Regions from separate parts of the Hordeum vulgare genome. Here region 2 is linked to region 1. The links are chromatin contacts, called in public Hi-C maps. All regions are on one chromosome and are shown on one strand. The core of a region is the stretch at or near the end of the contact, and the rest is flanking DNA. Distances in the headings are between cores, read along the strand shown. Region 1 holds the start of LOC123444265 (26S proteasome regulatory subunit 6B homolog). Region 2 holds the start of LOC123444266 (ras-related protein Rab7-like).

Evidence for each region. Hi-C and Micro-C count contacts between places; a contact is called where the count stands out from the background.
Region 2: a Hi-C map of leaf shows a contact between it and region 1, with 6 times the contacts expected there. The contact joins the promoter of LOC123444266 here to the promoter of LOC123444265 in region 1. A contact is called at or near these places in 4 of 6 Hi-C or Micro-C datasets (leaf and seedling) and 1 of 1 datasets of contacts at active chromatin or transcription factors (embryo).

Annotation. Positions count from the first base shown.
Region 1 is chr3H:461,739,771-461,743,378 of MorexV3_pseudomolecules_assembly, forward strand. It overlaps LOC123444265 (26S proteasome regulatory subunit 6B homolog), which reads left to right and starts at 1,753. Exons shown (of 6, transcript XM_045120942.1): 1 at 1,753-2,281. The coding sequence starts at 2,225.
Region 2 is chr3H:462,046,935-462,050,861 of MorexV3_pseudomolecules_assembly, forward strand. LOC123444266 (ras-related protein Rab7-like) reads right to left here and starts at 1,843. Exons shown (of 7, transcript XM_045120943.1): 1 at 1,532-1,843; 2 at 1,358-1,384; 3 at 794-893; 4 at 561-707. The coding sequence starts at 1,587.

The sequences.
Region 1 (3,608 bases), core at 503-3,002:
AAGGTGTCGGTGCCACCTCGCCGCTGCGTGCCACAGTGGGAGCGTCTGTACATCCCAGTCCACCAAGCTCGATGGCACTGGCAGTACAAGCTAGCTCTGCCCTACCCAGATGTCAACCTCCCCATGGTTGGCATCTGGACCCCGACCGCATCCCTATCCCAGTAGTGCCGCGGTCTGCGCGCGCGCACGCGGAGGAGGTCCGCCGGCGGCGCGCGCTCCTCAGTCCGGAGCACCGGCGCGATCCGACGTACGCGGCCGACTCCCATAAATGGGAGGTTTGGTTCGCCGTCGAGCACGAGCGAGAGCACATCCACGACGCCCAGTTTGATACGGCCATCCCTCCACCACCCCTCAAAGTGAAGCTAGAGGAGCAGGAGGAGGAGGCCGCCTACCAAGCCGCCCTCGAGGAGGCAACGACCTACGCCATCGAGGAGAGCAGGCGCGAGGAGGATGCGCACTAGGTAGGTCTCGAAAAGGCCCTCGCGCTGTCCGCGACGGGCGATTGCGTCGTGCCTGCTCCTCCATCTCTGCCGGCCGCTGAGGCCGAGGCACGCCAGGCACACACCTACCAGTGGACCGGCCAGCTCCTGGAGTGGGTGTCCGCGACTCTCGTCTGGTATGGATGCACGGAGGAGGAGGAGAAAGAGTACCTCCTGCACCATAAGTCGCTCGCACTGGCGAGGGAGGAGGCCGAGGCAACGGAGCAGATGAAGCTCGAGCCCAGGTGGACGGAGGAGGAGGAGGCGGAGCATCGGGAGCGGGAGGAGGAGGAGCGAGCCCGTCAGCCTGCGCCGCCGGTTTTGCCGGGCAAGGACGCTGCTCAGGCGTGGGAGGCAGCGTTCCCTTGGGCTGGGCCGGCGCTGGAGCTCATCGACCTCACCTCCCCCGACGATGACGACGAAGATGATGCATAGGGCGACCGAGGGCGTCCACGTTTTTATTTATTTATGTTTAATAATGTTTTATATGAACTTGAGCCAGCTTTGACCGGCCTTTTAATGTTTAATTATGTTTATCGTTGTTTGCGTCCGAGCCTGCGTTGGACGGTCTGGCCGATCAATTCGAAAAAGCAAACACCATCATTCGTTTGTCCGACCCAAACGGACGAAAAACGGATAAACCGCGCGTCCGTTTGAATCGCAGCGTTGGAGTTGATCTTACAACCACAAACAGAAATATCAAATTAGTGAAAAAGTTGCGACGGCGAAGATAAAAACGTTTGAGCGCTTTCTGTCAGGAGATAGCCAAAGTAGAAACAGGTTTCCTCTGAGATGCGGCTGGCCTGGCCGATCCCCCCAGCTGGCGCTGAGCCGCTGAGGTATGTACGACAGAATCGTCACGTGGGCCCACCCAATCATTCAAGCCCCGCCCCGCCCCGCCCCGCCCGGAAGAGAGAGAGCGGGGGAATATGCCGCGGAGCCCCTGTCCAGTCCCCACCATCCTTCCCCAGTTCCCCTTCCTTCTTTCACATCGACGCCGTCGAACGGTGCACCACGTGCCGCCGGCGGCGGTTCGGCCTCACGGAGAGTGTCCGCCTGACGCGGAGCGACATCGAGCGCCGCCGCTGGAGGTCGCTTCGAGGGGCGGCGGCGTGGACCGGCCGGCGAGCGCCGCGGGTGGCCTTCCTCTCGACGGCGCACTCGGCGCTGGGTCACCGGCCAACTCAGCTACCCGGACGCTGAAGGGGGTGATCAGGAGGACGCGCTGCTGCGCCAGCGCCTCGTCCGCACCGGCCCGCGCCCCGCGGGCCGACTCGTTCCCCATCAACGCCGTCGAACGGCGCGCCTCGTGCCGCGGCCTTCTCCCACACGGCCGGCGGTTCGGTCTCGGGGCGACTGGCGGGCGACGTCGACTGCATTCGGCCGCACTGACGCGGGGCGACGGGGAGTGCGTCGATGGCCGGCGGCGGCGCGGTGTGCAGAGCGACGGCGAGCGCTGCCGCTGGAGCTTGCTTCGAGGGGACATCGGCATGGACCGGCCGGCGAGCGCGGCGTACGGGACGTGGCCCCTCCTCTCCGTACCCAACCAAGGCCTTGTGCCTGACACGGAGGCTGCCGAAGACGGTGTCGGCGGAGATGCGATGGGTGGTCCTCCCAGGCGGCGCCTATGAAGAGGATGCGGTCGATAGTTCCGACGACGGTGACGGCTGCACAGGCACCCCCACGGTCACCCTCGGCTCCCGTGCCGGCGGAGGCGGCTACAGGCTACTCAGACGCTGAAGAGGATGTGGAGGGCGCGCTGCTGCGCCAGCGCCGATTCGTTCGACGTCGAAGCTTCCCCGGTATGTACCGCACCAGCTCTCCCATCCTCTCCCAGCGGCCACCGTGGCTTCAGTTTCGTTGCGCGCTTCGTGTTCGAGATATTGCCTAGGCGAGAGGCTCAAGCCCTCCGCCTCCGTCGCCCTGCACCGCCACTCCAACGCCCTCGTCGACGTGCTGCCCCTGAGGCCGACTCCAGCATCTCGCTCCTCGCCTCCTCCGAGAAGCCCAACGTCCTCTACTCGCTATGGGTTTCTCAGATCTGTCTGAACCCTAGCTCATTTGATGCTTTATTAGGATCGCTGTCTTCGACTCTGCCAACCCTAGATGCATTTGGTACTCTGAATTTGTTGACCAATTTAGGATTCACACTAGCTGATCTCTGTAACATGGATGTTATCTGCTTCGGTTCTCAGTTACTTGCCCATAATAATAATAAACGTAGCAGTAATATGGTAATAGTTTCTTGAGTAGTATAATTGTTCAATGAACAGCGGATTTTTGGCAGATAGATTGGTGGAATCTGGATTAGCCGGTGGCCCGTGTTCAATTTGGGCGTACTTCATGTAGATTATGATTTATGGCATCCTTTAGTAGATATGAATTAGTTGCTATAGTAGTAGATATTGATGATGTTTGTGAATGAATTGCTTTGCCTGAAATTGAAGTGTGCTTTGGTTGTTTCCGCAGTCATGTACATAACTTCTGCAGCTTTTATGCTGACAGTACAAGTGTTGCATTTCTGATAAACAGGAAAAGATAGCTATGCATTGACTAGCTGGTCTCTGTAACATGTATATTCTCTGCTACTGTTCTCAGTTATTTACCCATAATAATAACAGTACTAGTAGGGTAATAGTTTCTTAGTATAATTGTTCAATGAACAGTAGTTTTTTGGCAGATAGATTGGTTGAATGTTGGATTTGCCTCTGGCCTGTGTTCTAAATTGCTGGGATCAGTTTTGGAGACCGACCGGCAATTTTTGTACTGCCGGTTTATTTTCTTCTAGGTTATAAAGCTACTCTCGCCAACATAATCGAAAATCTCAAATCACCATAGTACTGTAGGAATGGTTTAATAAATCCTTTAAATTTTATGCTATTTGGGGCTTTCTTACTTCGGCATCTGTATGCCCATGCAATGATTTGATCCTGTGTCATTTTTCCTATCCTTAAGGCCAACCAAGATTGAGCACTTTCTATTTCCTGAGAATTGTGTGCATAACATGATCAGAACTTTTCAATTCATGGAGTCTGTATCTTTACGACTTACTGAAGTTGTTTCATACAGTGGATTGAAAAAACCTCAATAACAATATTCTAGTTCTGATTATGTTCAGGACATTGGAGG
Region 2 (3,927 bases), core at 593-3,092, 310 kb after region 1:
CCAAAATAGTCTAAATACAAGTGGTAATCTACAGAACTACTTTTTGCTTTCTGTGTTTTTTTTTTGTGTGTGTGTGTGGGGGGGGGGGGGGGGGGGGGGGCATGGACCATGTTGGCCCCCTAACTAAGCTCCGCCACTGGCAAAAGGTTGGGTATTGATATGCTTTCATTGCTCCATTGCAGTTCTAGAGATGTTGATGGCACCTGTGCAACTTTAATAAGTTGCCAGTTTGCATAGCGAAACTGCTGAAGTATGAAAGTTCGCAAGGTAACTGAATATGTCATCATAGCAAAGTATAACTGCGCCTATATGAGCAGTTTATTGCCTTATAGGCATTTATTGCTCTTAAAGAACACAGAGAAAAAAAGATACTCCAGCATGCTCAGATCTGATGGAGTACTATGTTGGCATGCTGAAGCCTTAGAAACACAATGGCATCATCATATCAAGCTGTCATCTCATAAGAGCAATGTTGGAAGAACAAATGATGAATTTCTCTACATTGTATATGTACAACCATGATCAGGCATCAAATGACATGGAAGATAAAATAATCTTACCTGGTTGAGGAACTCATCATGCCATGTGTTGAGCGTATCAAATGACTTGTTAACATTGACATCATAAACAAGCACACAACAATCTGCCCCTCTGTAGAATGCGACACCAAGACTCTGGAATCTCTCCTGCCCCGCGGTGTCCCAGATCTAGAAACAGAGCAAGCCCAGATGTAATTACAACAGCAGTCCATTTCTTCACTGTCAAGAGAGCTGCAACTAGGCATTCCACTCACCTGCAATGTGACAAGCCTGTCTTCAATGAGGACCTCCTTGGTGACGAAATCCGCACCAATGGTAGCTTTGTACTGCTGGCTAAACTTGTTGTGAACATATCTAGATAAAAGTCAAGCATAGCAAAGCACAGAAAGTAGTAACACGAGCCTAACATTTCGGAGCACAAACATCGGCGTACTTCTCCCAATCCCATCTTGCTAAACTGAATCATATCCTCACATACCCATGCACCAGAAGAGATTTTGACCACAAAATCCTGGCTATCACACAACAGAAATAATGAAACGGACGGCATGCAGCTAAACATAGGCCCACGACGAGACGAGCCTACGGAATTCATATTCAGAAACGGGGGTTCGCTGCCAAATGTGTTCCTGCAGCTAAATGGGTCAAACGCTTACGAGTAAAAGACACAAATTTTGCACATGGTCGGGCACCGGCGCGTCAATTGCTTAGAGGAGCTAGCAAAAACGAGAAAAATACAGCAGAACATGGATCAACCCGAGAACGATTAAGCGACGGCAGACCAAATGCGGGCCCATTAGGGGTCAAGGCTAGGATACTGGTTCATCAGCGACGTCTTCCCGACCCTGCACACAGGACGAGCAAATCAGACAAGCACGGGATTACAGCCACGCCCAAATCGAGCGCCCCAGCCCAAAAAAACTAAAAATTTCGCAGAAATTGGTGGAATCCGCCGGGGGGCGGATCCGGGGGTGGGCAGGGAATGGGCTGACCCGCTGTCGCCGAGGACGATGACCTTGAGGAGGGTCCGCCTGCGCGAGGTCGACATGGCTGGGGGCGATCGCGATCGATCTCTGCCCGCGGCTTGTCGGCTCGTGGCGAGGCGCACGGGGGGGGGGGGGGGGGGAAGAAAATGGAAGCACGGAAGGAGGGAGGGAGGGAGGGAGGCGGTGGTGGTGAATTCGATGTGATCTGGGGCGTGGTCTTAAATTTTTTGAAAGGGATTCGTGCGAGGATGACCGTGGTGGTGGATGGAGAGAGAGAGGAGAGGTGAGGAAGACGTGTGCCACTCTGCCACTGTCAGGCGAAGGAGGGAGGAGATGAACCGCAAAAAAACGAAGGAGGGAGCAGAGATGGCCGGCGTGGTGGGCCGGCTCGGCCACCCGCGAGGCAGGCCGCTCCCAAACGGTTTACCACCAACAGCGTGTTTGGCAACTTTGGGGGATTGTCTCAAAAGAAAAAATTGGCAACTTTGGGGGAAAGGGAGTGGGAGTTTAAAGGGAGATTAAGGTGTGGAAATTGATTAGGGGAGTGATCTGCGCCGGCGCACCGGCCCAAACTTTCGGCCGGCCGCGCGCGGGCCGCACGATCTACCTACCCCGCGCGTCCGCACCGTTGGATCCGCATGCAACATTTTCCCCCTATGCAGCAAAATTTCGATGCGATACAGCAATTTTTTCAACGGTTGCAACAAAAAACAAAATTTATAGCAAAAAAAAAAAACGTGATCGTAGCAAAAAAACGAAGCTGATGGTACGTAGTAGCAAAAGTCAGACGCCGGTTGTAACAAATATTTACGTGACGTGTATGCAAGTTATTTAGTGAACGGTTGCAGCAAAACATGATGCCGGTTGTAGCAAAAATTAACACGGTTGTAACAAAAGTAAACATCGATTGTAATGAAAAATCCGACGTATATACACGGTTGCAACCAAACGTGTATGCAACTTTTATACTAGGACAAAATGTAGTAAAAAATGCTTGCAGCAAAAATGACGTTGGTTGCAACAAATTTAGACGAAAAATGTTGCATCCATTGACCAACGAAGCGCGCGGGTGGGAAAAATGTTGCATGGGCCGCGCACGCGAGGGACGACCGACGCGTCGATTCGGCCGACGTGCCGTATGGAAACGATTATCAGTCCCAATTCCATGTTTGGTACCTTGCAGTAGGGGAAATTGATAAAATATTTTTGGCTTTTGAGTCTGTGATGTCCATCGTTGTCTTTATCATGGACTTCTATGACTCGTCCGTGTAGAGCTCGCTTGTTGATGCCTTACCGCCCACTTTTAGGAAAACTCTAGTAGTAGCGTTGGTTTTCGGATTATCACCCGCGTATTGTCGTTTTATGACTCTCTATGCTCTTCATTGCCATGATCACCGAGATTCTTGCGATGATCTATCTTATGTAATCACTTTTGTGCAGTGCGTTTGTTGGGATCCGATGAATTGTGTGTTTATGTTTAGATTATTTATGAATAATATTTGAATCTTCTTTGAATTCTTATATGTGTCAATGTGATAGCTTCGTAATTCTCTCTGATCTATTGATTTGGTTTGGCCAACTAGATGGATCTATCTTTAGTGGGAGAGGTGTGTTGTAGTGGGTTCAATCTTGCGGTGCTCAATCCCAATGATAGAAAGGGACATGACACATATTGTATTGCTGTCATTAAGGGTAAAATAGTGGGGTTCATTCATATTAAATGGACTTACTTTGTCTACATCGTGTCATTATCCTCCAACCATTACTCTGTTTTTTACTTAATACTCTAGATGCATGTTGGATAGTGGTCGATGGATGGAGTAATAGTAGTAGATGCGGGAAGGAGTCGGTCTACTTGCCTACGAACATGATGCCTATATGTGTTATTATTTCCGTGAATAAATATTGCATAACTATGCGTTTTTCTATCAATTGGTCAACAATAATTGGTTTACCCATTGTATGTTTTCTACGAGAGAGAAGCCTTTAGGAAAAAACTATGGCCCCCAGGTCTCCTCATAAATATATTTACAAAAACCAAAAATACCTCGCTGCCTTTTATTATTTGTATTTAATTATTATATTTAATATATTTGCATTCTCTATCTATCACTACTTATCGCTTGCAAGTAACGAGTTCAAGGGGATTGACAACCCTCTTGCATGTGTTGGGTGCAAGTGTGTGCTCTTTTGTGTGCGGGCGTTGAAGATGGAAAACTGCGTGGTCCTCCGATTGGTTCGATAACCTTGTTTCTAACCGAGTGAAATACTTACCTCTATTGTGTGCATCATCCCCTCCTCTTCGGGGAAAATCCCAACGCAATTTACTAGTATCATGAAGGATTTCTCGCGCCGTTATCGGGGAGTATCACCAATTTTCTATCAAGTACCTTCACACAAAT